6 separate regions of the Mus musculus genome follow, and all the other regions are linked to region 6. Evidence: chromatin contacts called from public HiChIP or PLAC-seq and promoter capture Hi-C data. All regions are on one chromosome and are shown on one strand. Each heading gives the region's core, a stretch centred on a gene start, on an enhancer-like site or on the middle of the called end of the contact. The rest is flanking DNA. Distances are from core to core; before and after follow the strand shown.

Region 1 (2,700 bases), core at 115-2,614, 380 kb before region 6:
CATGAAAAGAGGCCAGTCATGAAGGGCTTATATGGCAGGTTAGGATTATAGACCAAACTAGTCCCGAGAGTGGACAAGAGAACATTAAAAGCTCTGGGGTAAGATAATCAGGTTCAAACGACAAAGGAATGTAACAAATGATCCTTATATTAATAAGAGTATGCAGCTTGTTAGAAAACGCTGAAGTAGATTTTGCTGGCGGACGACAACCCCAGAGTGCATTGAAAGCACTAACCTTGACATTCCACACATAACACAAGCAACACACACACACTTCCCCCACCTGTTCTGGGTGTCCTGTCCATTGAACATGGAGACATTTTAGAAATACACAGCTCTTTTGAGAATGTTCCCCAAGGTTCCTTACCCTTCCCTGGCCCCCAAACTCTGCGATAAGAATCCCCCACCACCCCCAATCAGGAAAGGGGTGTGAGCAGCAGGCAGCCAAAGACTTAGAAGTACCCTGGGCCAAGGGCCAGGGTCTATTTTTAGGACATTCTCTCATTGTCTGTTTATCCCGCAAACTCAGCCTAAAGCGTTCAGGAGAGTGTCATTTGGGCTGGATGGAGGAGGAAAGCGAGGTGCTCCCAAGATGCTCCCGAGGTGCTCCCGAGACCAATGCCAGTAGTAAAGTGATCATCTCTAGACAGTGTTATTTCCTCAGCTTCTCCTAGGAGCTCCCGAAACGAACTGAAAATTTATTCCAGCCCTTTCCAGCCCCTCCCACCAGTTGTAGGAATGTGCTACTTCACAAAGGGAAGATTGTTGATATACTATTAAAGTTTTGTTTAAAGTATGAGTTCTACTGTGCTCTGTTCCAGCGCTTCCTGCTCTAAAAGCAATACTACATTGACAACTGGAAAACAGAGCGCCCCCTAACAGCCTCCGGTCATCTTCCTCCTTTGTGCCTTTCTCCCGCCAAGAGACAATGCGTACATTAACCAAAAAATTTAGCAAACTGTTTTAATCCAGTCACAATGCAAGAGGGACAGTGGTTCGCCTTGTGTCTCGTTTTATATTTTCCTCGAGGGACAAAATAGGTGGCCCCAGGAATTCCACCGGTTGTAAAACGCGCCACAGAAATGCGAGCTGACTAACAGCACCTTAACCCTTTACATCCTGCAGCCTAGACCTGATTTTAAGGACGTCCTTCCCGGGTCCCTTGTCTCCCTCTTTATTCCTCTCCGGCAGCCAGATCCTTCTCGTCAGGTGGCTCTCTAATTTCGCTGCCCTCTCTGGAGCATCCGAGAGACCCAGAGGATGGTCTCCGAGGCGGGTCCAGAGTCCCTTACCGGCAACCGTCACGGTCGTCCTTAAGGACCTCCGCCCGGCGCCAGTAAAGGCGGGTGTTTTGTTCTTATAAGGAGCAAAAAGTTTCCGTGACAACGCGGAAATGAGTAACTCTGTTGCCCAGTAAAGCTGGGCGGGAGGAGTCCAGGAGGCGGGAGCCGCCTTGGTCTAGTCGCCCGCATCCCTGGATCCCCGGCAGCCTGCAGACCCGGGACCACGACCCGCGCTTGGAGCGAGGCCCACTCGGTATCCCTGCGGCGGCCGCGGCCGAACGTAAGTGCGGGGTTCGACTATGAGGCTTTGCTGCCCCCACAAGCTGAGTGTGTGGGATGAAGGGCGCTCAGGGGACGGAGGATCCCCGTAGATGTGCGTGGGAGATCGTGACCAGGAGCTCTGAGGGACGTCTGCGGGAACCCTGGCCGGGACCGACCCCGGGAACTCTTTTAATGCACGCCCAGGAAGTGGGCATTATCTCCCTCATCACTCTCCGGGTGTGATGCACTGGGGTCTCTCTGCCCTCGTCTGCGCCACGGAGCCCCCAGTGCCTTCAGCAATCTGAGAGGCAGGCGGCTTCTGCTTCGGAGCCCCTAGCCGTGCCACGGGTTTGTGCCTAGAGCCGGGACCTTCCATCTCTTAAACCGTGTTGGGTAGCCGAGTCTCAGTCCTGGGAGAAAGGAACGGGAATGACGTTAGTTTCTTCATAGCTTGTCTTGACGCAAGGAGGTTGCTTCAGGCCGGATGAAGCCCCTGCCACTTCCTCTTTCAAGACTCCTAGTGAAGTAGACCCTGCACGTTTTTCTCTTGGGCTGTGTAGTCTATGCCCCATTCTCAAGGCCCACTCTGAGCCTCCCTCATTCTGGCTGACAGGTGAAGAGACTCAGAAGTTCCTAACCCCGATTCCCCGTACAAAATGGGAAAATAGTGACAGAACCAGGGAAGAACTACATTTAGCCTTTTGCCCCTCTACCTAGTATGAGACTGGTCATTCTTGCCAAAACAGAAGAGGCCAGATACTGGTACCATGTAAGCCAATGTCGGGTGGTTTTCTGTTGCCTTTCGGATTTCTTCTCTTTTACAAACTAGCTCTGTTTTGGGAGAGGCTACCAGCTGAACCCAACACAGCTTTGTGTGGCCACTCGTCCAGGTCAGCGGTGAGAAGGGTGACAGAGGCCGCTGTCATTCGCCTCCTGCCTGCCTGCCAGCCTGGTATGCCTAAGTGGCCTTCGTTATTTGCTGATTCCGTGTGAATGTCTGCTGCCCCAGGCATTCTGCCTTCAGATTTTTCCACTTGTGGGTAACCACGTGGTGGTTATATTCACTTTCTGCCTGGATCCCTGAGGAAGATGGGGAGCCCTCTGCTCACACATCTCCCTTTCTGTGGGTAACTTTCTTAGACGCAGCAGTTTAAGG
Region 2 (2,700 bases), core at 113-2,612, 400 kb before region 6:
TCTGCCACATGCCGCCAAGTGCTCTGGGCTCTGCAGGTCATCAGCTTGTCCTGCAGACAACAAGTTTTCCAGGGAGGAAAACATGGAGAATGAAGAACAATGAACTGAGAAGAGGACAGTGAGAACCAGAGAAAACACAAAGCAAAGCAAAAGAATGAGGAATAAAAATGAGAGCAAGCAGAACCAAGAAGCGAAGATGGGAAGTGAAGAGTCATGAAAGAGACCAGGTAGTGGGGAGCGGTGATGTGACCACAGTCTCCCGGGACACTGAGTGATGGCAACTGGGAGCAGGGACAGTGTGGGGGGATAAGGAACGATGGGGGTGGAGCTTACAAAGGCAGAGTTGAGGTGGAGGAGATGGAATGGTGAGGAGATGCAAAGGCAGAGAGAGGACAAGAAGCAATTGGGCGGGGCACGGTTGTGCTAGGAGATGTTGGGACCGGGGCTGGTTTCATGGGTGTGGGCCCAGTCACTCACTCAAGACTTAGTACTCAGAAGACTTCTACCTTGGTTAAATTCTCTGCTGTCACAGCTTAAAAGTCTTAGTAATTTTAAAAAGCTTTTCATTTTACTCTGGAACTCACAGATTATACAGCTGATACTGGCTGGAAATGGTATATAATAGGTAAGGTGCGGGTGCACTCTGATAGATCGGTGAAGAATTTAAGTAAGACCAAGATAAATGAGAACTCTGCATGTCAAGTGATGGCAAGGATGTAGGGCTGTCGAGGTTATAGATGAGAGGGCTAATGGACAGACAGGTTACTGAAGGATGCAGAAGTCAGCCCTCATCAGTGCAGCTGAAGATGAAGTGTCCAGTAACACAGGCGAGAGACGGGGCTGCGGGATGTTAACACGGGGTCAATGAGAGCACAGGGCAATGACAATGAGCTGGAGGGCCGTGATGAAAGTGTGACAGCTGGTGATCATGTGTTAGGGGATCAGGGCGCGACAGGTGGAGAGGTTAATGAGGAAAGTAACAATGAGACATTTTCAATAACATCTCTGCTGCGGTATCAGTAATCGCCCGCAGTTCAGACTGCCAGTCACGGTCTGCGAATTCATGAAGAGAGGAGAGGTGGGACAGAGCCACGAGAGAAAAAGCGTGAGGATGCATATAGCAGGGGTGCTTGTGAAGGAGGATCAGAATTAGTGAGTGTAACAAAGGATGAGTTCCAGTAGGAAAGAGATGACAGGAAGAGAACCAAGGAGAAAAAGAGGGGCTCTGACTCCTGACCTCCGTCATCCTGACGCTGTTTGGAGGCGGCCTCAAAGGCTGCCGAGGAGATCAGAAAACTGGGCTGGAGTCTGGAGAAGGGGCTGTGCACTGCCCCCAGTGTCTAAAAGGGCGACACGTTTTTCTGATCGCCAGCCCGGGCGCCGAAATCCGGCGCTCGGTGCGTCTTCGGTCGCCTGGCAACCGCCACGCCCCCTGCCGCTGAGGCAAAGCACAGGTTCGAAAGGGGCGGAGCCCCGTAGGTCGGTACCCGGCAGTGGTCCGCAGAGAAATATGCAAATATATCCTGAAGGGGATGGAGCCAAGGAACCGTGCCCCTGAGAGGCATAGCAGAATCCCCAGACTCAAGAAACCAGTGCACTGTGAATGCATAGAGCTGGGATGGATAATCAGTCTTGTTCGTGAAATGTGGTTTTCTTTCTCTTTATCGCTAGCCCTATTTCCCAACCCTCAAATTCAGCCACAAAGATTGTTAATAAGTGCTTGTGTGCTCAGATATGTATTTTTAAAAAAAATCAATCCCATTTTCTCGTGTGTTTTTATTAGTTTGCTAATGAACGTTAGAAATATGTTCTTTTCTCACTGGGCAGCGTTCTTTTCTAGGGCCTAATTTTATTGCACTGGTGTCCGTTGCTTCAGACTTCTGCTTGGCATTTCAAATTGAAGACCCGACACATGTCATTTCCTTCCTCAAATGTTGAATAACAAGGCTGCCTCCAATTCACCAATCACCACCATAGCCATTGTTGACTGGTGTGCATTTTACGGACCTATATATAAATTCCCCTGTAGGAGATATTGATGAGCGAGGTTGTGCATAGGGGAATCCTAGGGGACATCATATTAGAACACGCATGTGTGTTCTGCAAAAGAAATCTCACCGAAGGGCCACTGGGGCTAAGACAACCTCTCCTCTCCTTTTCCATGTCCCTATTGTAAGATGTATTCTTCCACTTCACCCACTACACATAGGCAAAAGCTCTGTTCCGTAGCAACTCGTGAACCTAAGACGCAGTGACCACGTGACTATCCGAAGCGTGTACCTTTTCCTGCCTAAAAGTGGACTCTGCTTTCCAACAGCAAAGGTGCAATCCCTTAATGGCACTGCCCTATATATGTTGTACCACAGCGAATGTCCCAGGTTCTGCACCCATCCGGCGTTTACTGAGCATCAAGCAAGGGCTAGACAAACATTAGTTCATCTAATTAGGCAATTTTCAAATTCTGTCAATGGGCTGGAAGAAGCAGAGGCACATTTTGCTTTTACTTTCGCTTCCTCCACTGAAGAAATTGAGCATTTTTCTTCCTATGAACACGAGCTGCTCTGGGCCTCCCTTCTGTGAGCTTCCCTGTTCATAACCTTTGCCAACATTTTTATCCCTGTAAATATTTATTGAAATTTCAAAGAATAAAAATAATAAAATGACATAGGAAAATTTTACTTTTCTTTATTTGGACGTTTC
Region 3 (2,700 bases), core at 79-2,578, 360 kb after region 6:
TTCAGACCAGATACTTTGTCTTTGGATGCACAAAACAAACAAACAAACAAATAAACAAACAAAACCAAACAACCTGACTCAGACGGTGCAAAAGATCACCCACTTGCAAAGACCCCGGGAGCACGCGTCTGCCCTTCTAGTCCTGAATCTCTAAGACCCTCTGCTTGGAAATGCAACTAGTGCTTCCAGCGGGATCTCCCCCAGCCCTAGGCAAATGCAAAAAAGACCACAATGACTCTCTTGGGAGGCTCATCTGGAAAAACCTAGGTTTCCCTCCACACTGCCCTATCCAGCCGGCAAATGTTTTTCCCACCTCTTCTCACCGCTTAGCATCACTGGAGGGGACTCCAGTGACGTTGCCAGGGCAGATAAGGAGAATTGCGCAGACCCCCACCGACCGCCATCCTCCCTCATCTCCACCATCAGCACCGGTCAGCTGCCACCACAGCCCACCTCCACTGTCAGAAGCGCCTCTCCCGCCCTCCAAATGCACACAACAGGTGGCACCTGCCGGTCGTCCCCAACCGCACCCCTGCCCACCACTCCACCTGCGCCGCAACCCTCCCTGCAATTGCTCCCCGGTCAGCGAAGCCTACCTTTGAGGTTCTGGGGGTGGCCCCGCGACGCGCGGCTCGGGTTTCCTCGCTGCAGAGAGGAGACACTGGAGAAGTTGTTACCCATGGCATCGGCCCCCCGGGGGTGCTCCGGCGGGAGCCAGGCAAGGCTGGGCAGGAGCGGAGGAAAGGTGTGCAAGTGTGTGCGCGCGCGGGTGCGCGCTGCCAGGGGAGGGCCCTGGCGGGGCTGCGACCGGGGGCGGGCGGTTTGCTGTCTCCGGCTCTCCCTGGGCTTGGCGGTCTTCGCTCGGCGGGTCCTGCCCGCCGTGGGGGTCCTCGCGCCACCCGGCTACCGGGCTCCCATGCCCCGCGCCCGGGGCGGCCCGGCCCCTGGGCCCCGGCCCGCGGCGCGAGCCGCTGCGCTCTGCCTGGTGCTGGAGCTCGGATTCCGGCTGCGGGTGGGCGGCGCAGCGGCGGCGCGCTCCCCGCGGGCCATAGAGTCGGGGCTCGGCGCGCGGCTGCTCGGAGGCTCGTCGGCGGGCTCGGTCCCCGCCCGCGGGGACGGCCGCGGCGACGTGCGTGGCGCCCTCCCGCCCGCGGGTGAGCTTGCAGCGCCCGGCTCGTGTGGACCGCCCCCGCTCCCGCCAGGTCCCTCCCGAGGCCGCCGCCCCCAACCCCCGCCCTAGCGTCGCCAGGACTCCGGGGCTCCGGTTGTTATGGCGACAGCTGCGCAGGTTAATGAGCGTCTTAGTGACACGCGCGCGCCCGCTCTGCCAGATGTGGGTCTCGGGGCGCGCCGCGTTCCCGCTGGCTATAAGTTCTCGAAGGCGCGCGGGACCCAGGGTTGGGGGCGGCACTGCTCCGGACCTGACGTCAGGAATAGATGGGAGCTTCGGAGGTTGAGCGTCTCCCTGTCCTGGGACATAGAACCTGAAAACAAGAGGAAGAGGACCGCCACAACGCTGGGAGCCCCGGAGCCAGGGCGTGGCGAGGTAGCCCTAATGGAGGCTCCCTAGCACGGGATTCAGGGCCTGGCACGTGTTAAAACGCTCAGGAGTGAGTGGATAATGAATTAAGACAATTGAGATCAGGAATACAGTCACCTCCCCTTCGCTGTAGTTGGAACTTCCAATCAGAACCCCAGTCAGACCATTTCCTGACTGTTCAAACATCCTTTGCATGTTCAAGAACGGAGAACCACAAGACCAGAAGCAAGCCGATGGGACCCAGCTCAGGTACAAACCATGAGAGAGATATCGGTTCCAAGTTGAATTATTCTGTCAGCTGGAAAACTAAGAGATTGGGGAAGGGATAGAGGGGGTGCTATAGCCTATAGTAGACCAAGGTGGCTTCCTCGAGGAAGGGGGCAGTCTGTAAATGTCCTGTTCACGTGACTCTTCCATCTGTGTAGCTCAGCACTGCTACCTGCAGGAGGGACCAGGAAGTCATCTTGGATCTGGGGCGGTTATTTCTCCCAGTGTATCATGGGGGAGAAGACAGTCCGTCTGTCCATCTCACACCTTCATCAGCCTTGCTGCTTCTCGGGGCCATCGCTCACTCTAACCGGACTTTCCCAACTCGGATCCAGAGTGAGCCCTGGGTCATGAGTGGGACACAGACATCTCCTCCATCCTTTTCTGGAAGTTTCTCCATAGGACCCATCCTCAATGTGTAGGCACAGCTCTTTCCTGACCACCCCAGCTAAGCATCTCTGCCTCTCTCTATCATTCTCCATAGGGTCATCCCATTCTCTTCGTGGCTTTTATATGACTTTGCCTAAAAGTAGCCTTTTCTGCTTGGTTAGATTCGGCTTCTCTTGATAGAGAATAAGCTTGCTGAGGGGAGAGTCGGCCAGCCACTTTCCTCACAGTGTTCTAGCTCCCAGGGCAGGGACATGCGGATTCTCAGAAGTATTTGTACAGTGAATGGATCCCCATGCCTGCCAGCAGTAAAATCCTACTGTGATCTTTAGACATCATCTCTGATCCCCTTTAGCCCCCTGTCCTGCCTTTTACTCTCCTCTGATTGCACATGTTATATCCTTAAGTTTCAGAGACTCCAGGCAAGCTAGAAATACCTGTGAAAGGTATGCTCTGGTGTTTGAGGAGAAAGACAACCAGGCCCCCAGTCCCAGCCCCAGCCCCAA
Region 4 (2,716 bases), core at 60-2,559, 470 kb after region 6:
AAATAACCCCCCCAAAAAAAAACCTTTAACTGACATCACACAAGAAAAAGCAACAGAGACAAAAAGGTCTGCCCCACTCCTGCCCGTAGACTTAAGAGTTTTCAAAAGCTCTGCAAGGCAGATTCCCAGACTCTGCCCTTACAGAGTTTAATAAGCCTTAAGTGATGCTCAGAAATCCTCTAAAACACTTAACACCAGCGGTTCTCAGCCCACATTCTAAGAAACACTTACAACCTCCACTCTGGAGGTGTTATCCAAAGCAAGCCCTTCCGGCTTTGCTCAAAAAGTCCGTTGTCTCGTCTCAAAAGGAGAGATGAGAACTATACAGTTGTGAAAAATCAAGACACGGAAAGTACCTGCTGTACAATAGTAGTATGGGAATGTGACAGTACGATACTCGTGTTCACGCGAACCCAATCCTAGGTTCCTAAGTCTAAGTAAGAGCAGAAACCCCGAAACCCCTAAGGTTCCCCTCTTCTGTCAATCCCCGGTCCCTGGCGCCTCCCTCGACTCCACAGCCCTGCTGCTCAGCCTCTGGCTGGAACTGACAGCTCAGAAGAGGGTTTGACTGCGCAGCCGGCGCAGGAGCGAAAGGGGCGGGCGTGTGGCCCTAGAGGCGGGCCCAGGAAATTCAAAACAAGCCCGCAGAGGTGCAGGCCCGCCAGCCCTCGCCTTCCCGGCTAGCTCCCCTTCCAGCCGGCGCTCCTCAGCCCGGGAGCCCGAGACTCACCCTTTCCCGGAGCCGCAGGACCTGAGGCTGAACCCGAGAACACCGAGGTCACCGAGGCGCCCGTCCCCGGAGGCTCGGGGGCCGCAGAGCCGGGAACTGAAGCGGTGACCCGGCTGAGAAGCGCGCTGGCCGCCTCCGCGCCGGCCCCGTCCAACTCTCCCGGAGCTCCGGAGCCCGCCACCGCCTCCTCCAGCAGCCGGGCCTCCCGGCGCAGCGCCTCTTCGGCCTCGCGGAGGTTGCTCTGCCGGAGGAATTGCAGCACGGCCAGGAGGGTCTGTCGGTCGTGGGGAGCGCCGGCCTCCGCCGGAGCGGCGGGCACCGGGGCCGCCCCCGCCGGGGCAGCGGCGGAGACAGCCACCCCAGGCTTGGGGGTCCCGCCGTCCCCGCCGGCCGCCGCTGCCACTGCCACATTCCCGCCGCCGCCGCCGTTGGGGCCGTTGTTGGGAGTGCCGCCGCTCCCCTCGCCTGCGCCGTCGCCAGCCTGCGGAGGTAGCAGCGTCGGCGGTCCCTCAGGCTCTAGCTTGACCGCCACCTCCGTCTGCTCCTCCGCCAGCGCCGCCATCTTGCGGCTGAGCCACCTCGCGCCGTCAAGCGTGACTGCGTTTTCGCCACATGGAGGGCGGGGGTAGGGCGTTTCACGACAGCCGGGGCAGGCCATTTACGGCAGTGGGAGGAGCTAGCGAGGAGAAAAGGCACGAGAAAGAGCTACTTTCAAAACCGAGCGAAAGGCAGGCAGGAAGTGGGAGTTGCTTACCGTCAGTCTCTATTGCATTTGCCTGCTAATTACCGTTTATTGCATTCAGGCGATGAGATAGCCGTTTTATATTATACGAGCTCTTTTAATTCAACAAGTTTAAAGGTGCTAATCCCTGGAGTCTTTACAGACGGCTTAACCAGAATCCAAAGAGGTTAAATACCATGCTAAAATCACACGCGAAGAAAACGATTCACGCCCAGGTATTTAATTCAAAAGCACATAGCATTTATCAGAAAGAGGCCTCCTAGTTACTGGAAAGGCTCTCTGATGCTGTGGGCTGAGCAGTGGTTACTTTTTCAGTTTTTCTTTCTTTCTTTTTTTTTTTTTTTTTTTGGTTTGGTTTGTTTTTTCGAGACAGGGTTTCTCTATAGAGCCCTGGCTGTTCTGGAACTCACTTTGTAGACCAGGCTGGCCTCGAACTCAGAAATCCGCTGAGTGCTGCGATTAAAGGCGTGCGCCACCACGCCCGGCTCTTTTTCACTTTTTATTCCTGTAAAAATCTAGCTTTGTGAACTTTACAGTATATGTTATATCGTTTATTTTTTTTAAAAAAGCCTTTAAGCTGGATGTAGTTTCTAAAAATAAATTTAAGCCGAAGATAGAGGTCACAGGATCGCCTCAGCAAGTTCTAGATCAGTCAGGGCTACACTGTCTCCGGAGACCTTGTCTCCAACAAGAACAAGAACAACAAAACCAAAACCAACAACAAAATCAACTATAAAGTTAAAGAGAAAAAAAAGTTAATTTCTTCTCATTCCTTGTTACCAAATAAACCATTTCTGTCCTAAGGAAAAAATTTTTTTTCCTTTTTAAAGAAAAGATTAAGGCAGGGTCTTATGCACGCAGGCTGGCCTTGAACCTGCTGTGAAGTTAAGGGGGACCTTGAATTTCTGGTCCTCCTGCCTTCACCTTCCAAGTGTAGGGGTCCAGCTAAAAAGTTTTTATATAGACGTTTTTATGACTAAAATGTTTCTACTGTGTATTAATTACCCATTGTTACTATTTTGTTGTTGTTTGGGGCAGTACTAGGAAGTGAACCTCACCCTGCCTCTTGAATCCTAGGCAGTGTTCTGCTGCTGGGCTACAACAGCAGCCCTTACTTGGAAGGAGATGGGAAGAAGGTGTCTGACTTGGGGAAGTATGGCCACCTTTGTCCTCTCTACGCGGGTCTCTGAGAGTCCAGCGTCCACGTTGTGCTTTAGCTGAGGCTAATGACTTCAAGTACAGTG
Region 5 (2,700 bases), core at 153-2,652, 400 kb after region 6:
TGCTGGCTATAGAGAACAAAGAGCTTCTTTCTGGCTGTATTTTTAGAGATCAGGGAAAACAAGCTTGGGGAACAGCCAGGGGCTTTACCTTCCAGGGAGAAACATTCTAAGTCGGGGTCTCACACACCATGCGTAAAAGCGTGTGGCACGCAGCAGACACTTGGAGCTGTGTGGTTAAGGTGCTCATTCCTTTCGGAACTCATGACTGCTTGCTCTCCTCTCCCCTGAACCCGACCAAGGGATGGGACAGGACAGGAATACTTAGCTGCTGTCTTGTCCAAGAAAAGAAAGTAGAAGTGCAGACAGTTTCTTGTTTCCTGGCCCCATCTTCCAGCCCCTTGGCCTGCCTATCTCAGAGCCCACCTCCACTCTCAGCTGGGACCCAGGTGCCACAGGGAACAGGAAGTTGAACTTAACCCCAGATCCGAATAAAGGGACCAAATGAATACAGACCAAGTGTGTGTGTGTGTGTGTGTGTGTGTGTGTGTGTGTGTGTGTGTGCACGCGTGCACTTGCAGGGTGGGGTGGGGCACCCACAGGGGATAAGGTGCCAGAAAGTGCTCAGAGGAACAGACGTGAGGGAAGCTTTGGTGAGACCTAACTCCAGAGTGGTGGGAGCTCAGGCAAGTCCCCCACCCTGTAAAGTGCTTCTTGGAAAGGCACGGGTACCGATTGCTCTCCATTTATCCCTGCTACACAGACAAGCCAGACTCAGGAGGGTGTGGCTTGTCCCTGCTCAGTGTGAATCCCACTGTCCCAGCCCTGGAGAGCTGATGGCCGTGAAGGCTATCTCTCCCAATCTTAGGAGCCACTGAGGCCATCTTGACACTCTCCCTGTCAGTGGACTTGACTCATGACTTGTGAGCTCCCAGAGACGACTCTAGGGGCAGGCGGTGCAGTTTAAGAGATCCTGTCTCCCTTTAATTTCTACCTAAGACCAGCCTCTGCCTTAGGAGTTCTAGATACCCAGATGGGGACAGTACCTAGGAGTTAGATGGACTATGATGGGAAGGTCCTCTTCTGGGGATGGCAGGTACAGGCAAAGGCAGGATGCGCAGAGAGAGGAGGGGAGGAGGGGACCAGGGTCTTGACCAGGAGTTTGCAATCTGGAGCATCACCATCAATCCTGAACACCCACCTCTCCCCTGACTCTGCAGGGAACTCCTCCCGCAGCTTCTGCCAGGTGGGTGTCAAGTACGGGGGATGTTCTTCTAACTGGCCTGGAGGGCAAGCCTAGGCAAGATCTCCTTGAGGGCCCTGCCTGGCAACTGCCTAGACCTTCCCAGATGGCCCCCGAGGGGTGCTCAGGGTAGAGTCAAGGCAGGGCCAGTAGGGCCAGCCACAGCGGGCCCAGAGGCGGGCTGGGACAGGACGCAGCATCGGAGACCGCTTCTCCACTTCCTCTGTTTCTGCCTCGCGCCGCCCTCAGCAGCCCTCCCTCTTCTGCCTGGCGCCAGGAGGCTGTTTTTCCATTCTCTGGCTAGAAAGTTCCACGCCACTGTTTCTTTCTCTCTCTTTTCTGGAGTTAAATTTGTCTGCAGATGCCTGCACTTCATCTGTAGACGCCTCCAGTTAAGTTTGTTTGTAACTGGGCCCAAAGCTCCGTTGCGTTGCGTTCAAACGCTGGGCCCGGATCCTACGCGGACCTGGGTGCAAAAGCAAAGCCGGCAGTGAACCCCGTGAGGCCACTTTGCCTCGCGGTCAGGAGCACCTTCCCAGTGTCTGCGGGAGCCCACACTGCTGTCAATCCATCAGGAATCCAAGGCCACGGGGGCCTGCAACCAGCCCTAGGTAAGGAGGGGCCCTTTCCTGGAGTGTGCAGCTGTTAAAGGAGCCGGCAGCCTCTAGAGACTATCTGGAGGGAACTCCGGGAAGAACACGGAAATGATGCTTCCCCCACCCCCAGCTGTCTGTCTCCTGTCCTTGGGAAGAGCCCCCCCCCCCCCCATGATAATCTCAGAGGATGGCCGGGTCCCAGCTCTGCTCCATCCCTATGCTATCTGTCAGGCACTGTGTTCCCCATGTGAGGGTGGGTTTAGGATCCCAAGACCACCCCAAGGAGCAAATGGGTGCCTAGCAGCCAAGAAGGGAGGGAGGGAGAAGATGGAGTTGCCTGTTAGCCTGTTTATGGCCAGCAACAGGACAAAGTTCTTTCCTTGTGGGATTATTTAGAAGCTCTGGGCTCTGAACCGGGGAGTCAGACAGTCCTCCCTCCTCCCAGAGCCCACATGGCTCTGCCTGTGCCAGATGGCATCCTCGGCAGAGGCGGCAACAGGAAAAGAGAAGTGAATATAACCCAGAAAGACTTAGCACAGGCTTCCCCTATCTCTCTCCACAGCCTGACCTCTCTCCACTCACAGGCTTCATCTGGCTTGGAGAGCTGTTTCTTTTGGTGTCCCCCCCACCGCACCCCACCCCACCCAGTGCCTGTTCTCCTGATGGGGGTGGACATGGGGCCACACCCTGACTGTCTCTCTGGCTGTATGGGTGGAGTCTGGGAAGGGAATTGGGGCTAAACTTCCAAAGAGCCTGAGGCCATGGCCTCTTCTGGCACAGAGCCATCTCTGCTGAGGTCATGAAGCAGAAGAGGGCAGATAAGTACAGCGAGCCTGAAACCCCGCTGAAGCTACCTGTGGCTCCTTGGGGCAGAGATTCTGCAGGCTGCTGCATGGAGAAAGCAATAAGGAGAGCAAGGTCTGG
Region 6 (2,700 bases), core at 56-2,555:
TCCTGCGGGGTTGAAGATTTCAGGATCGTCCAGGAAGGCTTGGAGTCTGGGAGTTCTACAGGAGGGAGGCTGAGATCTTTACAAAGCTCCATGCAAACCCCTCAATCTGGAATTCTACAGCTCACCCTCAGCTTCGTTACCATCTACTCCTCAGGTCTGGGGCTCAGATCAAGAGGCACACTCCCCTCTAAAGAGTCCTCCATCACTGTAAAAGATGACATCAGGGGAGTCTGCTTCTATTTATACCACAAGGCGTGGCCCTCCCCCAGGTTGGCAGTAAACCCAGAGTCCAGCGCTCTAGCCCTGAGAGCTCTGAGCGTCATTTCTGAAAATACCTCAACTTCTGAGGACAGCGGAGACTGGTCCCTGGACTCCACCCTGGCGCAGAGGTGTGCAGTCCTGAGAATGTCACCCAACCTGTCTTTCTCTACCTGACAGGTGAATTGGAAGCATCCATCCTACTATGTTTCCTTGGGAGAGAACCTCTTCTAGTAGAGAGGGATTGGGTTTACACAGATCTTAAACTCCACGGGCCCAGCCATTCTGTGCCACAGAGTCTGGGAGACACTGTCCGCTCCTTCTGTGGCCAGGGCAGTAACTGAAAGCCATGGTTCTAATGACACCCAGTTTCCATCCCAGCCCTTCTCTGATAGTTTAGCAATGATCTCTTTGGCCTCCTGCCTCTTTTGCCGCTGGAGTGAGTGACCTGCCCTCTCCTAGGCGTGTGAGTCCCTGTGAGTAGGGAAAAACGTCTTTATTTATATGGGTGGAGACAGTGGAGACAGGGCTCCAAGGAGGTGGCCATGGTTTATACAAGAATTGTCAGTCTCTCAAGAGTTAAAGGCACAACATCCTGGAGGAAACCTCATAGGGGTGGTTTCCGTTAGAGACAAGACCTCTCATTCTCTCGGGGCCTCAGGTTTAGAGCAGAACATCTGCAAGCGAGACTGTAGCATCCCTACGATGTCAGGGGATCATTACCAGCTGTGAAGAAACAGTAAAATACCCCATTGCCTAATTTCGTTGTTTGTTGCTTTAATCAGTCAAGACAACCCCCTGCCCTACTTTTAAAAAAGAAAATTTAAGTTTGATCCCGTCCCAATTTCCTGGAACCGTCTGAGGGAATCGGAGTGACAAATGTGACATGGAAGGCGGGATTTGAGCAGCAGGAATTCCCGGGCTGGCTCGGGAATCTCCGAGATTAGGAGAGCCCCCAAGAGCCTGCGCAGGGTGTATGTAGACCGGGAAGGCGGCGTGGGCGGAACCGATACGTGGGGTGGGCGTGGCCTTGAGGAGGACGTCGGGGGCGTGGCCTCAGCGGGAGTGGCTGGCGGTAGCTAGGCGCGGGTGGCGGGAAGGAAATACGCCGGCGGGAGTGTGCTCGCTTCCTTCTCGCAACCGGAACTGGTTCGGCAATCTTGGCTGGCTGCTCCTGCTTCGGGAGAAGTTGTAAACTGCTCTGATTTCTGCCTCTTTTTCCTTTCCTCCGCTCTTCCCAGAGGTGAAAGGTCGAAGCTTGGATAGACACACCTTCAGGGCCCCCAAAGTCCACGGCCACAGGGACTCTCTCCATTACTCTCCGGATTCACTCGTTAAAACTCCTTTTTGGGGTACGCCTGTGTGTATGGTTATCCTCAAAGTGGAGAATTAGTATTTAGGGGATGTAGCTCAGTTGTTGGAGAGCACTTGCCTAGCCTGCACGAAACCTTGCATGAAGCCCTGCGTTCCATCCCCAGCACTGTATAAACCAGGTCTGATGGGACATGCCAGTAATCCCAGTACTGGAGGATCACTAGTTCAAAGCCATCCTCCACTACATAGCTAGATTAAGATCAGCCGGGGCTATCTGAGACCTCGTCTGAAAAGAAAATTTGGTGTTTAACTGATTCTCAGTTGGTATTTCGTCCGAAGGAGCCTCATACAAGGACTTTGCCATCTGCTAGGCATGAAGTTTGACAGGGTCCTGAACCCCTGTGTTACCCTCCTAAGACTTCTGGATGACCGTTACCCACACTAAACACCCTAAAACCTTATTTTTGTTTTCTTTTGTAGAGTCTTGGCTCTGGGTTAGCAGATGCCACAGCCCTGCCTCTTGATGGAGTGTGAATCCAGTCCAAGGGAAGAGGAGATCCCGCCCCTCTTTTGGGGTCTGGATCCTGTGTTTCTAGCCTTTGCAAAACTCTACATCAAGGATATCCTGGAGATGAAGGAGTCCCAACAAGTGCCAGGTATGTGGCCTGTCAGCTTAACGGACGCCCTGTGCTGCACCCTGACCCTCAAAGATACAGAAAGCCGGAGGCTTAGGGCATCTAAAGAGCCCTGTCTGAAAGTTATCTAGCCTCAACCTTGGAAAGAGTTTATTACTGTGATTTTTGTGCAAATTAAAGACAACCTAAGAATTTGAAGTTGATCAAACTTTGAGCTTTGCATTGAGCTCTTTCTCCCAACCTGTACATAACCAGATTCCAACGCTCGGATGATGGAAATAGAGACGATGAAGGGTTCAAAGCCAGCCTGGGCTACATAAGAGCTTTTCTCAATAAAATACATAACTAAAACCACATGTGCTTAAGGTATTCCATACTTTAAAATACCTAGGCTCCTTTTGGGAGCCTGTTTTTGAGTGGACTAGATAGGCAGGCTCCCAAAGTCTTAATGTGGGACTTACCTTTCTGGTTATGTGACTCACTTTCTGCAAAG

What was found. Promoter capture Hi-C pulls out the DNA fragments that hold promoters and counts their contacts. HiChIP or PLAC-seq counts read pairs in DNA pulled down with a chosen protein or histone mark. Capture Hi-C pulls out chosen DNA fragments and counts their contacts.
Region 1: a contact with region 6 is called in a promoter capture Hi-C map of pre-B cells. The contact joins the promoter of Itprip here to the promoter of Stn1 in region 6. A contact is called at or near these places in 14 of 39 promoter capture datasets (the 3T3-L1 cell line, 3T3-L1-derived adipocytes, the C10 cell line and 9 more), 1 of 484 Hi-C or Micro-C datasets (neutrophils), 10 of 115 datasets of contacts at active chromatin or transcription factors (the 230-238 cell line, T-cell acute lymphoblastic leukemia, embryonic basal ganglia and 7 more) and 3 of 9 other capture datasets (adipose tissue, liver and pancreatic islet).
Region 2: a contact with region 6 is called in a promoter capture Hi-C map of adipose tissue. The contact joins the promoter of Cfap58 here to the promoter of Stn1 in region 6. A contact is called at or near these places in 16 of 39 promoter capture datasets (the 3T3-L1 cell line, 3T3-L1-derived adipocytes, the C10 cell line and 11 more), 1 of 484 Hi-C or Micro-C datasets (embryonic stem cells), 7 of 115 datasets of contacts at active chromatin or transcription factors (T-cell acute lymphoblastic leukemia, embryonic basal ganglia, embryonic stem cells and 4 more) and 2 of 9 other capture datasets (adipose tissue and pancreatic islet).
Region 3: a contact with region 6 is called in a promoter capture Hi-C map of adipose tissue. The contact joins the promoter of Neurl1a here to the promoter of Stn1 in region 6. A contact is called at or near these places in 4 of 39 promoter capture datasets (the C10 cell line, cranial neural crest, liver and 1 more) and 1 of 9 other capture datasets (adipose tissue).
Region 4: a contact with region 6 is called in an HNF4G HiChIP or PLAC-seq map of pancreatic cancer cells. The contact joins the promoter of Taf5 here to the promoter of Stn1 in region 6. A contact is called at or near these places in 1 of 39 promoter capture datasets (second pharyngeal arch cranial neural crest) and 1 of 115 datasets of contacts at active chromatin or transcription factors (pancreatic cancer cells).
Region 5: an H3K27ac HiChIP or PLAC-seq map of microglia shows a contact between it and region 6, with 6 times the contacts expected there. The contact joins the promoter of Calhm2 here to the promoter of Stn1 in region 6. A contact is called at or near these places in 4 of 39 promoter capture datasets (liver, pre-B cells and stem cell-derived epiblast-like cells), 1 of 115 datasets of contacts at active chromatin or transcription factors (microglia) and 1 of 9 other capture datasets (adipose tissue).

The regions. Positions count from the first base shown.
Region 1 is chr19:47,917,987-47,920,686 of GRCm38.p6, reverse strand. Itprip (inositol 1,4,5-triphosphate receptor interacting protein) reads left to right here and starts at 1,364. Exons shown (of 2, transcript NM_001362458.1): 1 at 1,364-1,563.
Region 2 is chr19:47,936,374-47,939,073 of GRCm38.p6, reverse strand. Cfap58 (cilia and flagella associated protein 58) reads right to left here and starts at 1,362. Exons shown (of 18, transcript NM_001163267.1): 1 at 1,238-1,362. The coding sequence starts at 1,246.
Region 3 is chr19:47,177,448-47,180,147 of GRCm38.p6, reverse strand. Neurl1a (neuralized E3 ubiquitin protein ligase 1A) reads right to left here and starts at 1,328. Exons shown (of 6, transcript NM_021360.4): 1 at 597-1,328. The coding sequence starts at 681.
Region 4 is chr19:47,066,341-47,069,056 of GRCm38.p6, reverse strand. It overlaps Taf5 (TATA-box binding protein associated factor 5), which reads right to left and starts at 1,309. Exons shown (of 11, transcript NM_177342.3): 1 at 731-1,309. The coding sequence starts at 1,292.
Region 5 is chr19:47,136,996-47,139,695 of GRCm38.p6, reverse strand. Calhm2 (calcium homeostasis modulator family member 2) reads left to right here and starts at 1,402. Exons shown (of 3, transcript NM_133746.5): 1 at 1,402-1,791.
Region 6 is chr19:47,535,724-47,538,423 of GRCm38.p6, reverse strand. It overlaps Stn1 (STN1, CST complex subunit), which reads left to right and starts at 1,305. Exons shown (of 10, transcript NM_175360.3): 1 at 1,305-1,610; 2 at 2,053-2,228. The coding sequence starts at 2,075.